2 separate regions of the Sus scrofa genome follow, and region 1 is linked to region 2. The links are chromatin contacts, called in public promoter capture Hi-C maps. All regions are on one chromosome and are shown on one strand. The core of a region is the stretch at or near the end of the contact, and the rest is flanking DNA. Distances in the headings are between cores, read along the strand shown. Region 1 holds the start of HNRNPA1 (heterogeneous nuclear ribonucleoprotein A1). Region 2 holds the start of ATP5G2 (ATP synthase F(0) complex subunit C2, mitochondrial).

Region 1 (6,684 bases), core at 584-3,083, 610 kb before region 2:
AAACCATACATACCTCGACCACTAAAGTTTCCCCCACGACCAAAGTTGTCATTTCCACCAAAACCACCTCCACGACCACCACCAAAGTTTCCAGAACCACTTCGACCTGAAGAAAAAAATGTTAACGTTAAATTGTACCGGTTAAAATCATTCAAAATGATGCTTAAGGTTTAATTAAGCAACAAACTCACCTCTTTGGCTGGATGAAGCACTAGCCATCTCTTGCTTGGATAGGGCTTTCCTCACTTCACAGTTGTGGCCATTCACAGTGTGGTATTTCTGAACTGAAAAATTTGAAAGTAAGACACCATCTCAGAGTTTAGGACACAAATGGATTTCAGAACTCTTAGCGAATGCCAACCACCTGCTACTTACTGACAATCTTGTCTACGGAGTCATGGTCATCAAAAGTTACAAAAGCAAAACCTCTCTTTTTGCCACTGCCCCTGTCCGTCATGATTTCAATCACTTCGATTTTCCCATACTGTTCAAAATAATCTCTTAGGTGATGTTCTTCAGTGTCTTCTTTAATGCCACCAACAAAAATCTTTTTCACAGTTAAGTGGGCACCAGGTCTTTGAGAATCCTAAAGGGGGAGAAAATAGTAACAATCCTAAGACCATGTTAATACTAAGTCTGTTACATCCCCTTAATGTGAGTGAATCCTGCTAATCGAACATTTCCAGTCGATGAAACACAAGAAAAACATCACTTACTTCTCTTGAGACGGCCCTCTTTGGTTCCACAACTCTTCCATCCACCTTGTGCGGCCTTGCATTCATGGCTGCATCCACCTCCTCCACAGTGGCATACGTGACAAACCCGAAACCTCTGGAGCGCTTGGTGTTTGGGTCCCTCATTACCTTTAATGTTTATTTAGCACATGGTAAGACACCAGAAGTTACAGCCTTTTCTACCTTGACTAAGGCAATGGAAAACTTTCTACCAACCCTCTAAACGAAGCTCTTCAATGACCACCGCCCCCACCCCTTAAACCTAACAATTGGGAGCTTTTCAGCTATGAAGCCACACCTTCCTTTGTCAAGTAAGCTATAAAGTCAATAGGAATCTTCATAAGCATTCAAACAGCAACGACAGCGAGATAAGCCAAGAAAAACAACTAGCTCTAAGGCCTTTTGTCTCTTCCAAGTCTTACCACACAGTCTGTGAGCGTTCCCCATTGCTCAAAATGGCTCCTCAGACTCTCATCGGTTGTTTCAAAGCTCAAACCTCCGATGAAGAGCTTCCGCAGCTGTTCGGGCTCTTTGGGAGACTAGAAGTAGGGGCAAAAAAAGCGTTAAATAGGGCTATAACGCAAACAAGCTCCCCGCTACAAGAAGCAACACCAGGTAGCAACGTACGAAGCTTTTATTGTTCCCTCGGGTCGCTGTAAGCCACGTGCTTCTCCCCATCTGGGGAGGCGGTATGTTGGGGGCTGGGAAGCGGCGAGCGCATGCGCCCCTTACTCTCCCTACGACGCACGCGCAACAAAAGGACTGGGAGGGCGTGCATCGCCAAAATTGGACTACAGCTACTCTTTAAGAAAGTCGTCCACTAGGACAAGGATGAAAAACAGACCGAATGTGTCCACGAGCATTGCAAAAAAGAACGAGAGCAGCGTGATAACCAAGGATTGCACGACGACAGCCTCATGGCGACGAGGACAAAATGGCGACCTGAACTCAGGGAGGGGTAGGCCCCGGCAGCGACCGAAGAACTGCCGAAAAGGCTGGTGCAAGCAGCCAAACCAGACTGCACCCTACCAAACTCAGCAAGCGGCGAAGAAGAAAACGCAGATGAAAAAAGAGTCTCACTCACCTCTGACTTAGACATGACGGTAGTGGGGAGGAGGTTACAACGATGCTTACTCGGCGGCGTCCGGGGGCAGAAAGGAGTAATCTAACGAACGAGTCTGCCAGCCTACCTTCGGCCTCGCTTTTTTATCCCGCCTCCTCGCGTTCGGCATTGGTAGACTCCGCCCCTGAGTAGCTCTGATTGGATATTTGACATAGCTTTCCCCCACTATTGGTCTCTCGTATGCGTTGCTGTGTAACGTCATCCGTTTGGGCGTTCTACGCAGTCTCAACCCCTCCCGGTCCATTGGTTCCTAAGTAATATTATTCTTAACTAGACTGATTGGCTGGTCAACCAATGATTCATATTTGAATTATTTCGGGTATTGAGATAACTTTTTAATTAGCTATGTCCGGAATATTCAACGCCTGTGTCAAAGCATTTTTAATACTATGTATCAAAAAAGTAGCTAGCATGTGACAATTTGGCGGAACGGGGGCGGGGGCAAGATCGCCTGCTGAGCGCATGTGTAGTAAAATGGCGAGTTTACGCAGGCGCGCTAAGAAGTTCCGCCCGGAGCTTGCAACACGTGAAATGGCGGGCAGGAGACAGCGGCGAACCTAAGGCGCCTGCGTAGTGGCGGGAGTTGTGCCCCCTTTTGCGCAGGCGTAATGGGCGGGGAAAGGGTCGGGTCCCAGGATTGGTCGCGCAGGCGCAGGGAAGGATCCGTTTTGGCGGGCGGTTGGCGTTGCGCAGAAGGCGGCGGCGGCGGTGGCTTGTGGTCCGGCCGCACCACAGAGGAACAGGCGAGGCGTTAGCGTGAGTGATCGGTCTCGACCCCCGGTAAGTGGCGGACCATCTTGCCTACCCATACGAGGTCTTGAACTGACTCCAACTGGGCCCGTTATTGTGTGAAATGAATGGACCTCGGGGTGGGGGCTCGTGAAGGGGGAGCGGTGAGATCGGCCAACCAATGGAAGAACGGGGGCGGGATGTTTTATCCCCGTAGGTTCTGTGGAGCTTTGCAGCGGAAGAGTTTGACTGGCGAGTGTATAGGCCAATTGGGGCTGTCCTTAGCTGCCGACTCATCGGTCCTTGGGCCATCGGTATGTGGGAGGCGGGCTTTCTCCTCCTGAGCAGCATCTCACTGAGCCAATGAGCACGAAGCGCGCGGTAGGTTGGGCTCCTCCAAGAGGCCACGATTTGACTCCAATGGGGGATGCGGGAGTTGGGCGGTTAGGTGGATGGACCAAATCGGGAGCCAGTAGGCGAGCAGCCTCTGGAAAGCGCTCAGGCTGTTCGTCCAATCAGCGCTCCAAAAGAGGGAGGTCTTAGATTTGGGGATGCGAGGAAGGGGATTCAATGCCTGTGATGGCGCGTAGGGGCTATTTTATTCACAATGACTTTAACAAAACCTGTGGGCCTCCGTGCCACACTTCTCTGGTAGGAAAGCTGTTAAGTTTGGTCCTGTATTCCTCGGTTTTGGCTCTTTCCCCCCCACAACGGTATATCTCACCATCCAGCACTTTAGGTTTTGGAGGGGAACAAGGGATGTCAAAGACATGACTGGAAAACTCGCTTCTTTAGGAAGACTGCCTTGAAATGTTAGAACAAATAGAATTTATTTGTACTGTTGTGGAATAGCACCCAAGAAGAGTCTACAAAATAACAGTAATGCATATTTCCACAGACAAAGAAATATTTGTGAACCCATAGGAAATGTTTCGGAAAACTGCATAGCAAAATATGTTAACCTCTAGGGATACAGTGGGTTGGAGACACATCGCATCTCCAGTGTTTACATTTTTGCAGGGATAATAATTTGTAATTAAAAATAAATTTAAAAGCTCGTTGTTTTTGTGTTTTCAGTTATAGTCAAGTACTTCTCACCACCTCCTTACACCTCAAAAAGGTGCTGTTTTTCAGTTAAGAACTAAAGCGATTCTTGGTTTAAACAAACAAATTTTAAAAAGATAATTTTTTTTTTTGAGTACTGATAGTCATGATGTTAAGTGCTTTACAAGCATTGTCCAATTCCTTTATCTTAGGCTCTGCTCTGAGGAACTTTCTCCTCCATATATATATATCTCTTTACATTGTTACAGATCTTCTTAGGCCTTCTTTCTGCTGTTCCTTTAAGGATATCTGGATTTGGATAAAAAGGAAGTTGCTTAAGGAGGGTGATACTTAGGGTGCTGGAGACGGAACCCATCCATCACCTGGGTTATTTTTTGCCTTTTGATTATAGAATTTCAAAGTATTTCCTGTGCAGTCCATATCCTGTTAGTAATGCTTGTTCTACTCATTCCACTATGTTTTAGTAAACCATAGAAATTTTCATTACGTTTTGACTGTATGAGAGTCTATACTGCCCCTCCCCCTTTTTTGGCCGCACCTGTGGCATAAGGAAGTTCCTGGGCTGGGGATCTAACGTGCACCACAGCAGTGATCCAGGCTGCTGCAGTGGTGATTCTGGATCCTTAACCTACTGCCTCATAAGAGAATTCCTATACTCCTCTGTTATTAACTGCCTTATTTAGTATCAAGGGACAGTTGTTTAAATACTGTAGTAAGTTCAAATACACATGAAGAAGTTCTGTTATGATTAGAGATCTTTGTAACACTGTGCAAAAGGATGATTTTTAGCTGAGCTTATCCTGAACAGATTTTCATGTTTTCTGATACTTGAAATGGAAAATCTGTTTCATATTTGCGTATAAACTATAGGTATGCTAATAGTGTAGCTACTTGGTTTATAAGAACTGAAGTGATATAGATTAAGAATTTCTGTCCCTAATTTATTTAAATTTGAAAGGAATACAATCTTGATCTGTAGGGTTTCTCAGCTTCAGTGCTATTTACATTTTGAGCCTAGTAAGTGCATTTCACCTCCCCATACCCCCACTTGTGACAATCAAAGTTTTCCCAATTGTCCTGGGAGGGAGGGGTGCAAAATCTCCACTTGGAAACCATTTATCTGGGAGTTCCTTTCACGGATCAGTGGTTAACGGGCCCAACTAGGATCCATGAGGATGCAGGTTCGATCCCTGGCTTCGAGCAGTGGGTTAGGGATCCAGTGTTGCAGTGAACTGTGGTGTAGGTTGAAGATTCTGCCTGAGTCCCATGTTGCTGTGGCTTTGGCATGGGCCAGAGGCTGTAGCTCTGATTCGTCCCCTAGTCTGGGAACTTCCATATGCCATGGGTGCAGCCCTAAAAAAAGGACAAAAGACCACAAGTAAATAAATAAATGAAAATAAAAAATGAGACATCGTAGAGTTGATTATCTTGTCAAAATATTTTGTTTTTTGCCAATTGGAAATCAGAGGGAGAAGATGAATGTTTAGGAAGTGTCCTTGGTAAAGTGGATCACTGAGTCCTTATGATTATCTGTTCAGATAGAGCATGATCATTGTTTCATTGGGTAAAAGAAAACTTTCATTAAGATTTTTACCATTTCTTGCAGTTTAAACATTGATTGCATCTTATGTTTGGCTTCCTGAAATAATAGCAAATGTGTTTTTGAAGAATGTAGACTTTGCTTCAGATGTTTCTTGTATTCTTATCTGATTTATTTCTCTTTCCTTTACTAGCATTCTTTTGGATCAGTATCTCAAACTTTTTTGACCTTGACCCAGAGTAAGAAATACATTTTACACTGACCCTGTAGGCACGTTGAAAAAAGTTTCACTATGCAGATAAATGTTCAAAGCACTGACATTTTCTCTTCTGTAGTACACTGTATCATTTGGTTAAAAACACAAGTCGATTTCTGCTAAACTGATTTTTCAGCTATGTAGAGACACATGCGTTGGAGGAAAAAGAAATACTGATTTGGGAGTTCCCTTATGGTGCAGTAGGTTAAAGATCTGGCATTGTCACTGTAGAGACTCGGGTCACTACTGTGGTTCGGGTTCAGTCCCTGGCTCAGGAGCATGCTGTAGGTGTGGCCAAAAAAAAAAAAGAAAAGAAAAAGAAGGAATACTGATCTGAAGAATAGATAACCAAATCATCCCACCTTAGATTACTCTTGAGTAGATTGCTCTCATCTCCAGCTCCAGTTACTTGGGTCTATAAAGAAAATGATCAGCCACCCCTTATTTGATGTTTTTAATTTGAAACATTTCATGACTTCAACCTAGACTTTTTGGTGTACAAATAAAAATTGCATGTTTTATTGTGAATTCTTTTAGAGTGTCACAATTAGTAGGTCTGACAAACATTTCTCTCTGGTGGGGTAATTTTTCATTGAAATTCTGAGACTGTCACATTGAAAATCCCAAGTTTAGACTTGTATTTCTTGCCTTTGGAGTACCTGGTTTGGTTGTTAACTTGTTAACCACTCTGTTAACAATAAAAAGCACTGAACCTAGTATTACAAAAATTAAGTTTTAAGCACTTATGCTTAGAACTTAGAGGCATAATATTGTATCCAAACAAAATGATTTTTCACTAAAAGGGAAAATAACATATCTTCAGTGGTTTTTCTGAAATCTAGTAAGTAGAAAGCTTCTTGTCTGGGTAGGCAGTGATCAGGATGATAACTGGGGCAAGAGAAAGAAAGAACATACCTCTGAGGTGACTGGATTTTTATATGTCTAGGCAAGTTCTGTTGATTTTCTGAGCCCTTGACAGTAGCTCTGGAAAGACAGAAAGGTATCCAGGGTACAAAGGTTTCTCAGAAAGACTAGTAATTTTTTCCATTTATTGAGGTATTTTATTCAACCACATAGCGTGATTTATATGTCTTATTGAAACAGCACATTTAACATCCCCTGGTAAAGCATTTCTTTTTTTTCCTTGTCCTTTTAGTCTATTTTTATTTCCATTCACTTTAGATGAAATTGGGCCTCAATTCTCTGAATGTTGATTTTTAAAAGCAGTAAATTACAC
Region 2 (6,488 bases), core at 1,701-4,200:
CCTGGTGGACTAGTGGTTAGGACTTGGCACTTTCATAGCTATGGCCTGGGTTCAATCCCTAATCAGGGAACTGAGATCCCACATCAAGCTGCTGCATGCTGTGGTCCAAAAAAAGTAGAAAGAAAGAAAAGAACATCCCTCAGTCAGTGCTCACCAGCCCCAGAAGCTTGAATTTAACAATCATAAATAAACAAGTTCTCGTGGTGGCACAGTGGAAAGGAATCTGCCTAGGAACCATGAGGTCGCAGGTTCGATCCCTGGCCTTGCTCAGTGGTTTAAGGATCTGGCATTGCGGTGAGCTGTGGTGTAGGTCATAGACATGGCTCAGATCCTTCGTTGCTGTGGCTGTTTTGTAGGCCGGCAGCTGTAGCTCTGATTGGACCCCTAGCCTGGGAACCTCCACAGGCCTTGAGTGTGGCCCTAAAAAGCAAAAAAAAGCAAAACACACACACAGACACACACAAATCATAAATAAATAGAGGAGCACAAGACCCAAGAATAGTCCTTATCGGTAGTACAAAAATACCAGTTCAACTATACACACTGCCTGTTTATCAGAAAGAAAGAGAATCCTAGCAAGTTAATAATGAACTTAGGGATCACCTACTTCTGATTTTTCCAAATGAAGTCACTGAAGCTTTGAGAGATGTAGGAGCCTGCATTACTTGGCTAGTTACTAGCAGGGCTGGGACCAGATTCCCAGTCTCCTGCCTCCAAGACAGCTGTTCTTTCCATGCCCCACGCTGCCAACATGTGCATCTAGCAAAATGCATCATAAAGTAGCCTCATCTTAAGCCACTGGGAATGAAAAACAAATTATTCGAACCCTTCCTCTTCTCTCTGGCACTTTTTTTTCCCCTTTGTATTTCTGTGTCACAGTTTCTCTCGCTCTCTCTTTTTATCACTCTTCTGTTTCCCTCTTTAATCCCTCTCTGTGTTTGGGTTTCAAATTGAACGGTGGTACGCCTGCAGAATTCTCTTGACTTTTCTTCCTAAGCAATTGTGTTTCCAGTCCAAAGGCAAACATGCATAAAGCCCATCAAGACTCTGTCTTGGTGACCTTTGTGGAAAAGAACTCTCAGAATTTCTATATGAGAGGTGTTGGACCTCCCTCCTAGCCTATCCAGTCAATTAAAATGAGTCTCTAGCCCCTCGGAGGATTGTTAACCAATCCTAAGAAAGAAAAGATCAATCTCATTTTTTCGTCACCACCGTGCAGGGAGACTGCTACCCAGTCAGAATCCGCCACTCACAGTCATTAGAAGAACTGGCCAATCAGGCCAACCTTGCTACATGGTCTGGTAGGAAAAAAAAGGAAGTGATTGGAAAATATAGTTCTGGCTCCACACCCTTTCCTTCCTGGAGCCGTTTTCCATTAGTGAAGTAAAGAACAGACCCTTGCCCAAGCTCTTGGTTAAGAAGAGACCCTTAGATAATGTCCTCTTGGATCATCATATTCTGCTATCTTTAAATTCTCCCCTCCGCACAGACCTCAACTACATTTTGCAGTCTCACCCCTATCGATTTAACCTCTGGCTTCAGACCTGATAACAATAGCCCCCAGGATTCTTAGCCCTCCCCACAGATCTCCACCCACTAACCTGTTAAATAACTTATGTGTGATTTATGTAGGTGAAAAAATTCAGTAAGTGATAGTTGAGTCTCTCAGGAGATACCATTGCAAGGAGCTTGCAATAAAGTCTCTAGGGAGCAGAGCAGAACTGAGTTGCAATCCTCCCAAATATATTACTACTACTACTAACACCAAAATAACCATTATTATTACTATTACTAGCACTTATTTAAGCTCTTACTGAGTTCCAAGCACCTTGCTAAAAGTTTCACTTTTTTTTTTTTTGCCTTTTAGGGCAGCACGTGCAGCATAAGGAAGTTACCAGACTAGGGGTCAAATGGGAGTGCAGCTGCTGGCCACAGCCACAGCCACAGCCATGCATGATCCCAGCCAGTCTGCCACCTACACCGAAGCTCACTGCAATGCGGGATCCTGAACCTACTAAGCGAGGCCAGGGATCGAACCCACAGCCTCTTGGATACAAGTCAGGTTCTTTACTGCTGAGCCACAATGGGTACTCCCAGGCTTCACATATATTATTCTACTATTTGCTGCCCAGTAAGCACTATTATTATTCCCAGTTACATAAAGGAAAATCGATATAGTGGGGTTAAACCCATTGCCTGAGGTCACACAGATTTGGGAACCCAAATGTGTGGATCTAGAGCCCAGCATTGAATGGGGGTAATAGAGAATTCAACATTGCAGACTATGACAACTTATCCAAGGAGCCAGCTTTAGCTCCCTCAAGGGTGCCTTCTCCAATCCAACTTTGGGATAGTTAGAGATATCCGAGAAGGATCTACATTGTCTCAACAAACAGCTGCACCAACCGGTTAGTCGTGGAGTCTCAAGAACTGTAGACTTTTTGTCTCCGAGGTTGCGTGGCGCGGTGGGGGTGTCTGGGGACTTCAGAGGATATCCTTGCCTACCTGTCTTTCTTTTCTCCTCTAAGCATCTTACACTGTAGCCTGGCACCTCTTGGTACTTGGTAAATACCTGTTGCTATTTTCGTAAGGATCCCAGCTCCATTCCTCACCTCCCCCCGCCTCCATCCCCACCCCAAGTGAACACCTAGAACTGAAGGGCGATCTGGGCATTTCGGGGGAACCTGTGAGAATCCTCATCGAGCTGGGATCGTGGATTTGGGAAAGGCGGGAAATCGCCCACCCTCCTCTCCTCGCCCGCTTCTCCGATTTCTCTCCACTCCTTCCCCTCCCTTTCAGGAGCTCAGGGCCATAAAAATGCAGATGGAGGATCGGTGTGAAATAACGGGCCCATATAAATCCCTCTGCCGCCCGCCTGCAAGATGGATTGGCCGCATTGAAATTCCTCCGCGAGGATAATTAAACTCGGGGCCTCATCCGGGCAAAATTACATTCCTGTAATGGCGTCGCTCGGGGTCCCGGGAAATTGCTCCGTGGGCTTTCAGCGGCGGTTTTTATCGCCGGCCGGGGTGTGCCTGGCTGCGGCTCGCCTCTCCTCCGGGACCGTAAAGCTGCTGCCGTGATTTATCCTCCCCTTCTCCCAAATCCGATTAAATGGAGGAGCTCGGGGCCGGGGCGCCGCGGGGCCCGGGAGCCGGGAGGGGGCGGCGGGAAGGACGGGGCCAAGGAGGGGAGGACAAACGGCCCCTCAGAGGGTGGCGGATTTGGCTTTATTTACAGCCGCGGCTTTCTTTTTATTTTTTATTTTTTATGGGGGTTTGGTGAGCTTTCCCCGTCTTTCTCGTGCTGCGTTCAAGCACGATGTCTGGACGGCCGGGGTTGGGCATGGGGGGAAATGGGTAGGCCTTGCTGATCTCCCCCCAAAGGGGCCGGTCAGACCCTGTCGGGGAGACAGGAAAACCCAGAAGAGGTGAGGGCCGGGAAGCCCATACTTCCTACCATCGGGGAAAGGACAAGCGAAAGGGCACGAGGGAGAAGCCGAAAGGCTTTCTTGAGAGCACCTCCTGGGGGCACTGCTTATCTCATCTCGCGTAGATGAAGCCTGGGCAGAGGCACAGCCATGCCTGGGGTGACCCTTGCAATCTCACTGCAGGTCACTGGTGCCCGTTACTCTTTGACTGTTGCAGGACTCAGGAAAGAAGGTTTAAGATCAGGGCGCTTGAGTCCTAATCACCTTTAGCCCCTATTTTCTGGTTCGCAGATGCTGGCTTTCTAATAGCTGATCACTGAAAAAAGAAAGAGGGAAATAAAGGCGAAGCCACTAGAAGCAGCTGGAACATTTTGTGGACTCCTTGCCCCTTGAACGGGTTTTCCATCCATAAAGCCAGGGTCCCAACGACCGAAGGCAGGAATCCTGTGACTTTATTTTCTTCCTGCCACATTTTAGACACTGAACCTCGGTCTCCATTGTGTGCTATTTAATACTGACATTCTGGGTAGGTTTTTTTTGGGGGGGTTGGTTTTTTGCAATGTAACTGCGCATGCTCAGAAAGGGGAAGCCAGTCCAAGATCCCTAACGCCGTGCAGAACAAACCGCAGGCCACGTTGCGGATCCGCTTACAGCTGCCCTCATTTCTGCACTCGCTGGTCTCCGCATGCAGTTTCTCCTTTCAAACGCCAGGTGGAGTGGTTGGCCGGATGCCTCAACAGAGCTGGCAGGCGGCGCTGTGGCACCTGGGCCGACCCTCAACGTTGCTATCACTCTATCCTTGGTGGAGCGACTCGTTAGTCCAGGCCGCACATGCGCCGAGGCTTCCTTTCGCTATCCCCGCCCCCTCCCCGCCCCTCTCTGTCTTCTCTGCCCTGGGAGCAGGTAAGGCCTTGGGCCCTCGTTCCCGCGTTGCGCCGCGCACGCGCGTGGGCTTCCCCCCCTTGCGCGGATGCTCTGAGGCCCTTACCCTTGCATGCTCCCGCCCCGGCCCTCATGCCCTCCCTTGCCGCCGGTATCCCCGCGCCTTGGGACGGCCCCTTCCGCGTGCCGGTGACCTCCAACCGCGCGGGCCTGGCGCCATCTTGGACGTCTCGTGGCTGGGGCGGGGGGAGGGCGCCTCTTCGGAGCTGGCGAAAGTCGGAGCCGCAGTGCGCCTTTCACCTGACCGGGCTCATCTTTTCAAACCCTCTTTTCTTTCCCTCGTGCCCTTTCAGAGCTGTCACAACGCCCGGACTCTCCTTATCTTTGCTTTTTTTCTTATCCTCAATCGTGCCTTCCTAATCCTGTAACCTCCAGATTTTGGTCCCCTGAACTCAGGTGCCGAGCAATGGAAATAGTGGCTCGGCTAGAGCCACCAGTCCTTTTAGTCAACACCCCTCAATTTAAAACGTAAGCTGTGGAAACGGTAGAAAGGAATAGAACAGCCAAGACATTCCCTCCCTTCAGGCTGTGTCCCGGGAGAGCTGTGGCAGGACAGAGAGCCTGGTTTCTTTGGCACCAGTGGTTATCTCCCAGTCCTGTTCTCGTCCTTCCACCGCGGTGAAGATGGGAAAAACATATGAGTCGTGGGCTAATAGGTTTTCCGTTAGAGGCAGCAGGCCCAAAATGGTGCGGTGGGGCCAGCATGGGATAGTATCCACCTGCCAGCTTTCCTGTCCAAGGGTTTACTCAGAGTCCCAAGATTCTGTCCTCAAGAGGAAAAAAAGATTGCGAGAAACGATTAAGTCACCTTCCCTGTAACCCCCTGTCTGATCGACACTGGGGAAGAAACCCATCGTGGTTTAGACCTCTGAATCTGGGTAGTGCCTTTGCCCAAAGTGTTACTGGTTAACAAGTGCAGACTTGGCTAAGGTTGGGTCGTCGGTAGCTGGATCTCTGGTTCATGCAACCTCCTTCAGCTCCACATCAAGCTCTTTTCAAATGTTATTCCAGTTAATTCCCCTAGGAACTACGTTTTTCAAATGATTATTAAGGTTTTGCTGCCTTGGGAAAAAACAGTCCTCCTTTATTTTTTTTAACTAATTATTTTTGGCTGCACATATGGAAGTTCCCAGGCCAAGGACTGAATCTGAGCCACAGCTGCAACCTACTCTGCAGTTGCAGCAGTGCCAGCTCCTTAACCCAGTGTGCCACAACAGGAACCCCCCCCTTTTTAAAGCTTTAAAGGAATTTTGGTTTTTTGACCCAAGAAAATCTGAATAGGAGTTCCCAATGTGACACAGCATGTTAAGGATCCAGTGTTGCTGCAGCTGTGGCTCAGATTCGATCCCTGGCCTGGGAACTTCCATGTGCCACAGGTGCAGCTAAAAAGAAAAAACAAAAGCAATAGACTGGCAGCAAGATTGGGTTAGAGTTACACAGAGGCAGAAATCAGGTTCTAGACCGGACAAGAGTTGAAGACATCTGTTAACCTAGAAGTAACTAAGATTCTGGATTCAGAAGCATAATTTCGGAAGATACTAGTCCCACTCATTTAGGAAGTGTCGTTTAACAGGCCTAAGTAATTGCTGAGTATTTCAACCTGTAGCATATAAGAAGGCATTAAGAGTGACAAGAGTTCAAGCCTTGGCTCTGTCACTGCCATGGTTTCAAGACTGGTCTTAGGACCATGCTCTCGGTATACCTAAGCTTGATTGAAATACAGGGCCTTTTGCCAAGAGATCTTGACCCAGAAGGTCTAAAGTGAGACCTAAGAATATGCATTTTGGTACATAACACCATCCCTACCTTCAGATAACTAGTTTATTTGGGGCTCCAACTTTACTTGGAAAAACCCTGCCTGTAGGTCTTTAATTCAGCCACTATTTCTTGGATGAGTTCATTTCTACCAGTTTAGGCACCTGTGTGGTGTCAGCATTGTTTTGGACCTTGGGAATATAAAACTGAATACCCCTTAGTGGGAAATGATTGTGAAAATAGTTTCACAGGCATTGCTAATTAGAATAATGGCAGAGTTCCTCGTTGATCAGCCTCATCTGGTTAACATAGGCAATTAAGTGTCTTGAGGAATCAAACACTTAGAGATAATGCAGTAAAA

What was found. Promoter capture Hi-C pulls out the DNA fragments that hold promoters and counts their contacts.
Region 1: a promoter capture Hi-C map of liver shows a contact between it and region 2, with 2.8 times the contacts expected there. The contact joins the promoter of HNRNPA1 here to the promoter of ATP5G2 in region 2. A contact is called at or near these places in 1 of 5 promoter capture datasets (liver) and 1 of 2 datasets of contacts at active chromatin or transcription factors (alveolar macrophages).

Annotation. Positions count from the first base shown.
Region 1 is chr5:19,480,326-19,487,009 of Sscrofa11.1, reverse strand. It overlaps HNRNPA1 (heterogeneous nuclear ribonucleoprotein A1), which reads right to left and starts at 1,833. Exons shown (of 9, transcript NM_001077218.1): 1 at 1,819-1,833; 2 at 1,157-1,273; 3 at 717-863; 4 at 376-586; 5 at 192-284; 6 at 14-106. The coding sequence starts at 1,833. CBX5 (chromobox protein homolog 5) reads left to right here and starts at 2,483. Exons shown (of 5, transcript XM_021091740.1): 1 at 2,483-2,637.
Region 2 is chr5:18,876,395-18,882,882 of Sscrofa11.1, reverse strand. ATP5G2 (ATP synthase F(0) complex subunit C2, mitochondrial) reads left to right here and starts at 2,950. Exons shown (of 5, transcript XM_021091719.1): 1 at 2,950-6,488.